Regions from separate parts of the Mus musculus genome. Here all the other regions are linked to region 1. Evidence: chromatin contacts called from public HiChIP or PLAC-seq data. All regions are on one chromosome and are shown on one strand. Each heading gives the region's core, a stretch centred on a gene start, on an enhancer-like site or on the middle of the called end of the contact. The rest is flanking DNA. Distances are from core to core; before and after follow the strand shown. Region 1 has its middle 7.3 kb from the start of Gm30443. Region 2 overlaps Aff1 (AF4/FMR2 family, member 1). Region 3 has its middle 40 kb from the start of Gm25721. Region 4 has its middle 22 kb from the start of Aff1.

The links. HiChIP or PLAC-seq counts read pairs in DNA pulled down with a chosen protein or histone mark.
Region 2: an HNF4G HiChIP or PLAC-seq map of pancreatic cancer cells shows a contact between it and region 1. The contact joins two enhancer-like sites. A contact is called at or near these places in 2 of 484 Hi-C or Micro-C datasets (CD4 T cells and nephron progenitors), 9 of 115 datasets of contacts at active chromatin or transcription factors (differentiating embryonic stem cells, embryonic basal ganglia, embryonic limb bud and 6 more) and 1 of 9 other capture datasets (embryonic stem cells).
Region 3: a contact with region 1 is called in a FOXA1 HiChIP or PLAC-seq map of pancreatic cancer cells. The contact joins two enhancer-like sites. A contact is called at or near these places in 2 of 39 promoter capture datasets (cranial neural crest and second pharyngeal arch cranial neural crest) and 8 of 115 datasets of contacts at active chromatin or transcription factors (bone marrow-derived macrophages, effector CD8 T cells, embryonic basal ganglia and 5 more).
Region 4: a FOXA1 HiChIP or PLAC-seq map of pancreatic cancer cells shows a contact between it and region 1. The contact joins two enhancer-like sites. A contact is called at or near these places in 2 of 484 Hi-C or Micro-C datasets (cerebral cortex and cortical neurons) and 5 of 115 datasets of contacts at active chromatin or transcription factors (bone marrow-derived dendritic cells, differentiating embryonic stem cells, embryonic hindbrain and 2 more).

What each region holds. Positions count from the first base shown.
Region 1 is chr5:103,365,886-103,368,585 of GRCm38.p6, reverse strand. No RefSeq gene overlaps it. Among named protein-coding and RNA genes, the nearest start is that of Gm30443, 7.3 kb to the right of the region's middle. Within about 2 kb of position 1,300, at least 53 of the 459 cell types and tissues checked have an H3K27ac peak or open chromatin away from gene starts, as enhancers often do. A contact at or near this core is called in pancreatic cancer cells, where this site is marked.
Region 2 is chr5:103,773,464-103,776,163 of GRCm38.p6, reverse strand. All of the region lies in intron 1 of Aff1 (AF4/FMR2 family, member 1), which reads right to left. Among named protein-coding and RNA genes, the nearest start is that of Aff1, 21 kb to the right of the region's middle. Within about 2 kb of position 1,288, at least 209 of the 459 cell types and tissues checked have an H3K27ac peak or open chromatin away from gene starts, as enhancers often do. A contact at or near this core is called in pancreatic cancer cells, where this site is marked.
Region 3 is chr5:103,696,942-103,699,721 of GRCm38.p6, reverse strand. It overlaps a transcript of Aff1 not described here. Among named protein-coding and RNA genes, the nearest start is that of Gm25721, 40 kb to the right of the region's middle. Within about 2 kb of position 1,366, at least 67 of the 459 cell types and tissues checked have an H3K27ac peak or open chromatin away from gene starts, as enhancers often do. A contact at or near this core is called in pancreatic cancer cells, where this site is marked.
Region 4 is chr5:103,730,860-103,733,761 of GRCm38.p6, reverse strand. It overlaps a transcript of Aff1 not described here. Among named protein-coding and RNA genes, the nearest start is that of Aff1, 22 kb to the left of the region's middle. Within about 2 kb of position 1,296, at least 61 of the 459 cell types and tissues checked have an H3K27ac peak or open chromatin away from gene starts, as enhancers often do. A contact at or near this core is called in pancreatic cancer cells, where this site is marked.

The sequences.
Region 1 (2,700 bases), core at 51-2,550:
GGTTTCTCTGTGTACCCCAGGCTGCCCTGGAACTCACTCAGTAGACCAGGCTGTCCTGGAACTCAGAAATCTGCCTGCCAAGTGCTGGGATTAAAAGTCCTTTAAGTGTGCAAGCCATAGCTGGGCAGTGGTGGCGCATGCCTTTAATCCCAGCAGTTGGGAGGCAGAGGCAGGCAGATTTCTGAGTTTGAGGCCAACCTGCTCTACAGAGTGAGTTCCAGGACAGCCAGGGCTCTACAGAGAAACCCTGTCACAATTAACTAAATTTCAGATCTAGATTTCACTAGGTTTGTTGTTGTTTTTGTCTTTGTTTTTCGCCACTCCCCCCACCCCCCAGCAATACCTTTTTTTTTTTTTTTTTTTCTATCCTAAGACCCAAGCTGGAACATGGCATTATGGTAAGTTGTCCTGTCCATTGGTCTGTCCTGGTTCCTAGCTTGTCTGTGAGGCACTGAGCTGGATAGGTCTTTTGTAGAAAAGTCCTCTGAACTGGGGATACCTGATCTTTTTGTGATTAGAACGTTCTAGAAAGAAGCACCTTCCCTCACAGCCTCTCAGGTATACGGGCATCCAACAAGCTCGTGTTGATGATGTGAGTCTCCCCTGTTGCTTGCCAGATTTCTTCTTAGTGAAGTCTCAATGCTTCTGGTTACATTCTCTGGAAACAGGCCACTGAAGCAGGAGGGGGCCTGCGGGGGGAATTAACCTCCACCTTCCTGGAAGACCAAGAATTTACCAAGTGGAATTCACTCTGCCTTTCCCTACCTATTCACTTATAACACTATGAGCTCACAGGTAATTATTTAAATACCGGCTGATAACCTACTGAATTGCTGTCTCTGTTACCACCCTAATTAGCCCAGCCTTAGCCACTGCAAGCCCTCTCAGGTGGACTTCTGTGCTCCTCTGTTGTGCTCCTGTCCCTTTGACTAAGCTTTTTGATACTACAGGAAGCACTGGGTTCATATTACATCCATCCTGCTCCAATTCTGAGAAGTTTCTTTGAGGAAACCGCATTTCCTTTAATTGGGCGGTGGCATTCCAATGTGTTATCATAATGGATTCCAGTCCCGGAAGATTTGGGCCGGAGGAGTTCACTTCGTTTCCAAAACGGTGATCAATGGTATGACCCGGTCTAGGGAGCCCACGGTGCACTTCCTTGCTGGGGATATTTACGAAGCTGCCTCAGGGGCAGGTATGTGAATCATGGGGTTAAAGAATGGTACTCAGATGATGTCATTGTGGACACTTTCAGTACAGTGAGCGGGCATGCTCAAATTTGCATTAGATGACGTTTCTGGGTCTTACACATCTTGACGTTTCTGCCCTGGGACTCATGGATTCCCAGAACAGTGCACATACAGTTTGTTAGAACTCAGGTAAACAAAAGAAAAAGTGATACATTTGCATTTGAAGAGGTTTTGTGGTTAACTTAAAAACTACCACCTGTAGACATTTCCTCTAGGCTCTGCCCCATAGTTACCTGGTAACAGCCAGGTATGCCTGACTCACCATAAAAGGGGCTGCTTGCCCACCCCCTCTCTTGCTCTTCTCCTCTTGCTTTTGATCCCGTACCCTCTTCCTCCTCTTTCCCCTTTCCTCTCCCCACTTTCTCTCCATGTGCTCATGGCCGGTTTCTACTCCCCTCCCCTCCCAACTTCCCTCCTCTTCCTCTTCCTCCTCCCCCCCTCCTCCTCCCTTCCTCCCTCTCTCTATTTCTCTCTCTCTCTGCCTTTTTCTGTCTCTACTCTCTCAATTCCCCCCCCCCCCTGCCCTAAATAAACTATTCTATTCTATACCATGGCCTGTCCCTCAGCAGAAAGGGATGCTTCTACATGGCCTGAAGAGACACACCCCTCCCCCCACACCATACCTCGCCTCCACCAAACACATCCCTGGCTTCCTTTCTTTTTCTAAAACACACCACCACCCCCTTGATTGGTAATGATAGTGTGATCCCTAAAATACCCCAGTAACTCCTGACTGTATCTGAAACAAGCATGGCGTACACAGTCGAAGTCACTGGGAAGAGCAGAAAGATATCTCACTGTTTGTGCGTTCTGGCGAGGTAGGTAACGAAGGCAATATTATTCAGCGGGAAAGTGGAGTAATAATGAATGCAGAGCCTTGGGAGCTGTATGGTATCAGACTCCTGCTTCCAGGCTGCGGGATCGAATCGGGCCTCCCTGGAACAGGGAGAGAGCAGGGAGGTTAGTTTCCACGATCTCTAGTTAGAGAGAACGTGAGGCTGAGTCTGTGGGTGTGGAGTCCACAGAGGTGGGAAAACCAAACAGCAGGACCATGAGAAGGGAGCAATACTTTGGTAAAATATATTTATTTAGCAACTCTTGGCTCCCACTGCTCAAACACTCGATTTTAAAGAAACATCCACAGCCAGGCCACAAAGTAGCCAAGAACAAGGAAGAGTGAAGGTATGCTCAGAGTAATTGGGGAAGCTCGGGGTGGGAGAGATTGAGCCCGAGAGTGAGTTATCCCAGAACAGATGGAGGCGGCCACGTTAGCTTTGCACTAAACTGTACTGTAGCTTTGAATCTATTTTCGTGATAAACTACTCATAACAAAGCTTACCACGTTAACCATGTTTATGTATGCAGTTCGGCGGCATTCCACCCTATACTGTTGTGTGACCCTTGTTGCTTGCTGTTTCCAGAACAGTCTTCTTCCTGTGGTGAAACTAAA
Region 2 (2,700 bases), core at 39-2,538, 410 kb before region 1:
ATTTCTCTACCTGCTGCAAACTTTAGAGACATTACAAAGAACACCCCCTCCCTTGAAGATTAAAAACCTGCCATCTTGAACTAAGCGGTCTTGGCACATGCCTTTGATTCCATCAGAGGCAGGTGGATCTCTGAGTTCCAGAGGCCAGCCTTGTCTAAGGAGTTCCAGGACAGCAAGGGACACACAGTGAAACCCTATCTCAATAACAACAAAAAGAAGGAAGGAAGGAAGGAAGGAAGGAAGGAAGGAAGGAAGAAAGGAAGGAAGGAAAATCTGCCCCTGCCCTCCTAACACTCCCTTTCTCCATCAAAATGACATTGTTCATTCACTTAGGGGTGGACAGCACCGTTGGCTTCCCAGGAACAACCAGAACCCTGGCGCCACGTGACTATATCATTCTCCGCACTACTCAATTGCGCATGAAGGGCACAGTATCACAGGCCTAGAAGACAATGAGGCTGGCTAAACTTGGCCTCCTTACAGTCATGAGCTGAAAAAAGAGTCTGGCCTGTGGTCACAGCTAAGACAGAAGAATGTAGGCACGCGACCTTTGGGTCTATTATTTTTAAACACTTACTGCATTTAGTTCATCGCTTTTCATCTCTGGAGAAGCAAGTTAATAACGCTGGAACGCTGAACCCGATATGCAAGTGAGGTACTGTATGTACTTCGGCACTGGGGTGTAGAGCCAACCAGCTGCTCTCCTGGGCTCTCCACCTCCGAAGAGCTGCCTCCCAGATCTTTTAAACTCCTAAATCTGATCTTATTCATCACCCCCACACCCACCCACCCAGGCCCAAGCCTCCTACAGGGTTTGCAGCTGCAGAGGGAGGGCGGTGGCAGCAAACATGACCTCCTGTGAGAATCTGAGCACCCAGTCTCCCGGATCCTCACGTCACCTCTCCAAGCAGTGCTCAAGAGCCAGGAGGCAGGAGAGCTCAAGTCTAAGCTCTCTCCATTGTCATTATCAGGCTACATTCCCGTTGTGTGGACAGCTATCTAATCTAGACAGACTCTAGACGTGCCTAGGGTTGTCTTCTTATCCTAGAAGCTCTTGGAGGACACAGATCCCTCCTGAGGGAGCCATTCCTAGCACTGTGCTCACCCAAGTGCCACTTACCCCATCAGATCTGACTGAAGTGATTATATGCAGACACCCGTCAGCCACTAAGAATTCTGTAGAATTCTGCCGCTCTGGAAGATGACAAACCGTGATTCACTGTCTGATACCTAAAATGGATCTTGCCAGCAGATCGTTCTGCCCATGAAATGACTCAAAGCCTCAAGGATGCTGACATCATCCCTTCCCAGAGGCTCCAGGAGAGCCGCTGAGTAACTAACTCCATGTGCTCAGGGAACACTGGGAGGAAGTTAGCAGCTTACTTTACCACAACCGTGAATTCATCATAAAACTGTGCTGGACAGAGAGGGGAAGGGGGAAAAGATGTTTGGGTAAGATATGATAGCAAATATATACTTATTTTTAAATCAACAGACTGGGGATAATGTTTATGTGTTATGCTGGGGTAGAGAGAGTGATCTGCACAAAAGGACACTTGTCAGACATGAGGACCCTGGGAAGTCACATGTCGGTTGGAGGAGAGATCCCTGTGACCTCTCCTCAGACCTCCATTTGGTGCTGTGGCATGTGGCATGTGTAGACCTACACACTATACATGATGGATAGATAGATGGATGGATGGACGGACAGCAAACTGATAGAAAGACAGATGAATGTTATGTTTAGGGCTAAATGGACACTGGGCCTGGGCCTGGGCCTGGGGCTGTCTCTCTTCTTTCTCACTGCTATCTCACGGTCTAGAACTGCATGTGGCTCACCTCACAAGAGGCTCTCTAGCTCTGCACCATGCTTCATCTCTTTCAGTTACTATCCAAAGATAACTTATCCACGGTCACCTTATCTACTCGGGGATCCTGTAATTCTCAATCCAGCTCTAACTCCCTAGGCTACCCAGACACCGGGGAGGGCAAACTGCCACAAACCTGCTCTGTGCTTGGTTGAAAATGAGTTCGCTTCCATGAACACAACACATCTATTTTGAAAAGATGCACTTTCACGACATAATTTTGATAAAACAGGCAGTAGTAAACCATTCTTGTACTGTTTAATGCATCGGCTGATATTCAAGTACCAAACAGGAAAAAAGAAAACAAACAAACAAACAAACAAACAAATGTATTCCCAAATTCATTCAAATGATTCAAAATCATTCAACTCTGAACTAGATAGTGACTGGGTGACCAGATGAACATTTTTCCTCACAAGACATCATTCAGAAGCAAGTTAGTGTTATTGTTGTTTTAAAAATAGCTCTATAGTCCATAAGAAAAATTAAACATGCTAAACATTAAGCGGGGGTATTTTTTGGTTTTGTTTTGTTTTGTTTTTGAGACACGGTCACTTGATACAGTCCATCCTGGCCTTGAACTCCTTATATACACCAGGCTGGCCTTGAACTCACAGAGCTCTGATTGCCTCTGGGATACTGCCAAGCCTAAGTATTTTTAAAACTATCACTTGATAGTTAGTTCCAGATAACTACAAACATTAACAGCAAGCAGAAGGCAGTCCCTCCTGTACATCAGCACTGAACACACAGGAATTGGCAATCCAAAGGAAGAGTCCCTCCCAAAAAATGAACTTCCAGCACACATTCCAGAAAACCCATTGCATCTCGT
Region 3 (2,780 bases), core at 117-2,616, 330 kb before region 1:
AGACAGACCAGAAACAGTGACTGTGGCACTAATGGGGACATCTGTGGCTCTGAAGTATGTAACACCTAAATGACTGCATCAACACACACACACCCAACTTATCTCCCAGGCTGTAGGCAATGGTATGGGGAGGAGGACTTTACAAGGCATGAATTCTTGAAACCCACAAATACAGCTTCCATAAATTCTCGAAAGGGTTTTTTTCTAAATTAAAGAAGGCAGTTTATAGTCGGGCAGTGGTGGTGCACGCCTTTAATCCCAGCACTTGGGAGGCAGAGGCGGGCGGATTTCTGAGTTCGAGGCCAGCCTGGTCTATGGAGTGAGTTCCAGAACAGCCAGGGCTACACAGAGAAACCCTGTCTCAAAAAAACAAAAGAAAAAAAAAAAAAAAGGCAGTTTGTAAGGTGCAGAGGCCAGAGGATACCTTTGGGAGTGGTCCCTCAGGAGTCATCCACCTTGTTTTCGAGACTAGGTCTCTTACTTGATAAGTAGGTAGGCAGGAAGCCTGTCTCTACTCCACAACTCCAGGAAAGTGGCCTCATCTTTTACAATACTATATACTCAGCCCTTTTTGTTTGATTTATTATTTGTGTGGTTTTCATAAGACAGGATCTCACTATATAGTCCAGGCTGGCTTTGAACTCACAAGGACTCATCTGCCTATGGCTCTCAAGTCCTGAGATTAAAGATCTGTACCACAATGCCTAGCAGTATAATAATAAATAATAATAATAATAATAATAAAAGTCTTAACAAGTAACTTGGTAAGGCTACCCTTAAACTTGTCTCTCTTTTTTTGAGATCCAATTAGTTTTTATTTTATGTGTGTATTTGCTTTGCATGCGTGTGTCTGTGCAGGTGTCCTTGCCATGTCCTCGGAGGCCAGAAAAGGGTTTTGGATCCCCTGAAACTGCATTGTAAGCAACCACGTGGGAGCTAGTAATTGAACCTGGGTCATTTGTGAGATCAGTCAGTGCTCATAACCACTAAACCATCTCTCCAGCTCTTACCTTTGAACTTGTGATCCTCCTGTCTCTGTTTTCTGAACATCTGGAGTTACAAATCTGTACTACTGGTCTAGCTAAGATCCTCGGTACAGATCAATACAACTTGTCTGTTAAATGGGTTGACTTAATGTTTTCCATGTGCATAGTATATATTGTGGACATATAAATATATATCTGGGATGCTAGAAGAAAATGCTTACACCATAGTTGTGATGAGAATTACTTAGCCAAGGAGAAATACTATTTATATTTTAAGTCAAGCTGTAATTCTTGAAAAACAGGAAACCACATATCAACATAGCCAACAGAGTGTACCATGCTAGAAAGTGCACCAGGCTTTGAGTCAGAGGAGAGTTATTCAACTTCAGCCCAATTTCCTGACTTTAAAGGGGAAAACGAACTCAACTGAGAGCTACAATTAGGTGTGCGCGGTAGGTCACGGGAAGTAAGCACAGACATGCTCCCTGGGAGTGTACCTGATTGTTCTTGGAGGATCAGGGTTTTACCCCAATGTCATGCTTAGATCACTGTCTGGCACACAGAAGATGCTTTCTATTCAAGAAGTATCAGGAGTGAACAAGGTATTTCATAATGTTAGCTCCCTTCAGGCTCTGCTTGTCACAAAGCTCTTTCAGTAGGAAAAAGTCACTCTATCAAAAAAAAAAAAAAAACACTTAGTCATATTTAAAATGGGCCAGTTAATTTCAGAACATCAGCTGACTTTCTTCCCTGGAGAATACTACTAAAGGAGAGCTGTCCTGAAGCCTGAGAAAGAGGAGCTCCTATTAGCAACCCTGGCCATAGTCAATTCTGCAATGATACAACGTAAACACAATGAGTTGAGGGGATGGGGGGTAGGGGCTGCAGGGGCTGCAGAGGGTTGGGGAGGGTTGCCGGGAGGGCTTCAGGGACTACAGGGAGGGCTGCAGGGGCTGCAGGGGGGTCGGGGGGCTGCAGAGGGCTGCGGGGAGGGCTGCAGGGGCTGTGGGGTGCTGCAGAGGGCTGCAGGCACAGCTCAGCTTTGTGATAGAGTTCTTACCTAGCATGCACCAGGTCCATGGTTCACTTGCCAGACATGGTAGCCCAGGGCTGTACTTGGGGTTAAAGGCTGATAATCAGAAATCCAATGTCATCCTCGCCTACGTACAGAGTTTGTGGCCAGCTACACGAAACCCGATCTTAAAAAATGGGAGTGAGGATGGGGGTGGAGATGGCTTAGTGGGTAAGGTGGATTAATGAACAAGGATGAAGACCAACTTTCAAATCCCTCGAACTCAAGAAAAGCCAAGCGTGGACTCAGCGGTGCTGTGATCCCAGCCCTGTGAGGGATACAGACAAAAGGGCTGCTCGAGCCTGTCAGACGCCAGCCTAGCTCCAGAGTCAGGGGTAGACCCTGGCCTCCAGGGAATAAGGCAGGGAGTAGTAGAATAGGACACTTGATATCCTCTTCTGGCCTGTATATGAACACATGCAGGTGCTCACACTCACATCTATACATGCATATATACCACATATATGCACACACAGATAGTCATTAATAAAACAAAAAGCCATTCCGGGCCAGCCAGGGTTACACAGTAAGATCCTGTTCTTAGGGCTGTCGAGATGGCTCAGTGGTTAAGAGCACTGGCTGTTCTTTTTAGAGGTATGGAGTTTAATCCCCAACAACCACATGGCAGCTCCCGCTTGGAGGAGGAGGAGGAGGAGGAGGAGGAGGAGGAGGAGGAGGAGGAGGAGGAGGAAGATGAAGAAGATGAAGAAGAAGAAGAAGAA
Region 4 (2,902 bases), core at 47-2,546, 370 kb before region 1:
GAAACAATTAAAGAGCACACTCCATTCCTGCCCCACCAATCACCCCTTTGTAGTTTATTTTATGTATATGAGTGCCCGGCCTGAATGTACAGCTGTGTGCCTGAAGAGGGCATCAGATCCCATTACAGATGGTTGTGAACCACCAATGTGGTTGCTGGGAATTGAACTCAAGACCTCTGAAAGATCGGTTTTCTTTCTTTCTTTTTTTTTTTTTTAAGATTTATTTATTATTATATCTAAGTACACTGTAGTTGTCTTCAGATGCACCAGAAGTGGGTGTCAGATCTCATTATGGATGATTGTGAGCCACCATGTGGTTGCTGGGATTTGAACTCCGGACCTTTGGAAGAGCAGTCGGTGCTCTTAACCACTGAGCCATCTCTCCAGCCCCCAAGATCAGTTTTCTTCTTAACTGTTGAGCCATCTCTCCAGCCCCTATTTCATTTTTAATTAAACAAAAATGGAGGAATGTTGGCAATTCCTCTAGACTCTGCTCATTAGTTACCTAGCAACGGCTTGCCTCTCTGACTACCAGGTTCTAGCCACAAGTTAGGCATAAAAGAAGACTGTTCTTCTAAATCTATGTCTGTCTCTCTCTCTCTCTCTCTCTCTCTCTCTCTCTCTCTCTCTCTCTTTGTTCCCACATATTTCCAGATGTTCTTTTCTTCTCTCTCTCTCTTTCTGTCCTTCTCTGTACCCACCCCCTTACATTTCTCTGGTTCTGCCTGTTTTCCAACTCCCCTTCCACTCCCCCAATAAGCTTCCAGCATGGTGGTCATTCCTTAGAACACCTTGGCCAGGCTGCTAAGGTGCTCTTTCCCACCCTTTTACAAAACACAAGAGTGACCTCCGGGAACACAGAACCAGCCCCAACCCTGGAATGGTTTCCTTCTTCTACTTCTGTTTTCTCTGTAAAGTCAGAGGGAAGTATGACTCCCATACACTGAAAGGGGGTTTCCCCACGGCCTAAGACAGCCAAGGCATGCTCAGACATGTTGCCTCTCTGGAATCAATCTAGTGGCCTCCATGTCCTGTTAACAATTCTCCTACAGACCCTCGATGCCCTACCAACCCTGGGCCCAGGGACCTGGGGTCCCTTCCTCAATGCGATCTCTAGTCTCACAGTTTGCTGCTTCCTTGCCCATGTGACACTCTACCCCACCTGCAGAGCTACTGAGAGGTGGTAGCACTTTTACGAAATGGGACCTAAAGTTGGGAAGGTCCCTGGGTGTGCCCTTAAAGGGGATATTGGATCAAGTCTCCATCTGCCTCTCCCTCACCCCCTCTGTTGGATTTCCAGCCAACATGGGGTGAGTAAGTCTCCTATGTGTACATAATGAACCAACCATGACTGTCATAAGGGTCAAACCACCATGCGGTGAAACCTCTGCGATCAAGAGCTGAAACAAGCTTCTCCTTTGGGGTTTTATCAGTGACAATACAGTAACTGAATAACATTCCCATTTTCTAAAGGGAGTAGAAGAATAACCACTTAGCCTTTGACATTTATTAAATAACATCTGTGAATGTGTGCGCACATGTTGATGTATAGATGTGCACTTGGCACTGGAAATGGAACCCAGTGTAATAATATTTAGTTGAGTAGCATCATAAATTTACCTATGAAGCAAATCTCTAGCCACAGCTTAAAAACATACAATTATTGACTTTGAATATATAAATGGGGGAGGGGTTATTATATTGAACAACTTGAATGACTCTACTCCCAAACCCACACGTTTATCTAGAATGAAATAATATTTGTTTTGCTTGTTTTTCAAGATAAAATTTCCCAGTGTAGCCCTGGCTATCCTGAAACTTATTTTCATAGATTCCCCCTGCCTCTGCCTCCTGGATGCAGTGTTTAAAAGGGTGCATCATCACACCTGGTGGATAAAAATTATCTTGTTTCTGGTAAAAAATAGGATCCTTTCATTTTCAATTTGTAGACTTTCAAGCACAGGGTGTGATCTTAAATATTTACCTATAAGAACCCCAGGAATCCCAGGCCAGCCCAGAACTAGCAGAGAATGGCCTGTGGCTCCTGCTACCACCCCAGGAGAACCACCACACCCAGTTTATACAATGTTAGGAATGAAACTCAGGGCTGTGTGCATTTGAGACAGGCACTCTGCTAACCCAGCTACATTCTAACCATAGCCCCTTTTAAAGGAAAAGAACCCATGTATGCATGACTGTTTGCCTGCGTGAGTGCAGTCTATGGAGGCCGGAGATGGTGCATCCTTTTGGAGTTGGTGTTCCAGGCAGTTATGACCTGGTGTGGGCTCTGGGAACCGAACTCTTGATTCTGAAAGAGCAGCGAGTGTTCTCAACTGCTGAGCCATGTTCCCAGAATCCACTCTTCTGCTGAAGGACTGATCTGTCTTTCACTGAAGGAAGGATGACTTAGGCCAAGACTTCACCCTCCCATCAAGATGTTAGGTTTCACACACACGCTATGGCTGAGTCAGAGATACTGCAAACTATGGGAGGAACAAAGCAGGTGACCATGGTCCCATATCAGACCCAGCACAACACACATGATCTCCTCCTCCTCCCTCCCAAATGGCTCACCTCTCTTTTTCTTTACAATTCTGGAAGCAATTATAAGACTATACTCTGGCTCTGGCCACAGTAGCATCTGTCTTTATCTTACTCAGCTCTGTTTTCTCCTTAGGGAAATGGACCCACCTAACCAGCACCAACACCTGTGTGGACTCAAGAGCTGGACCCAAAGTGTGTCCTCAGCCATGTGGTACACAGACTACCAACCACCAGGGGGGATCAACCTCAGATTCTCCAGTGGCCGACATCCATTCCAGAGCTGCCTTCCTGATTAATGTAGCAGTTGCTCCCCCTCTGCTGTCCCCAGCAATGATTCCAGAACAGGATGTTGCTCATA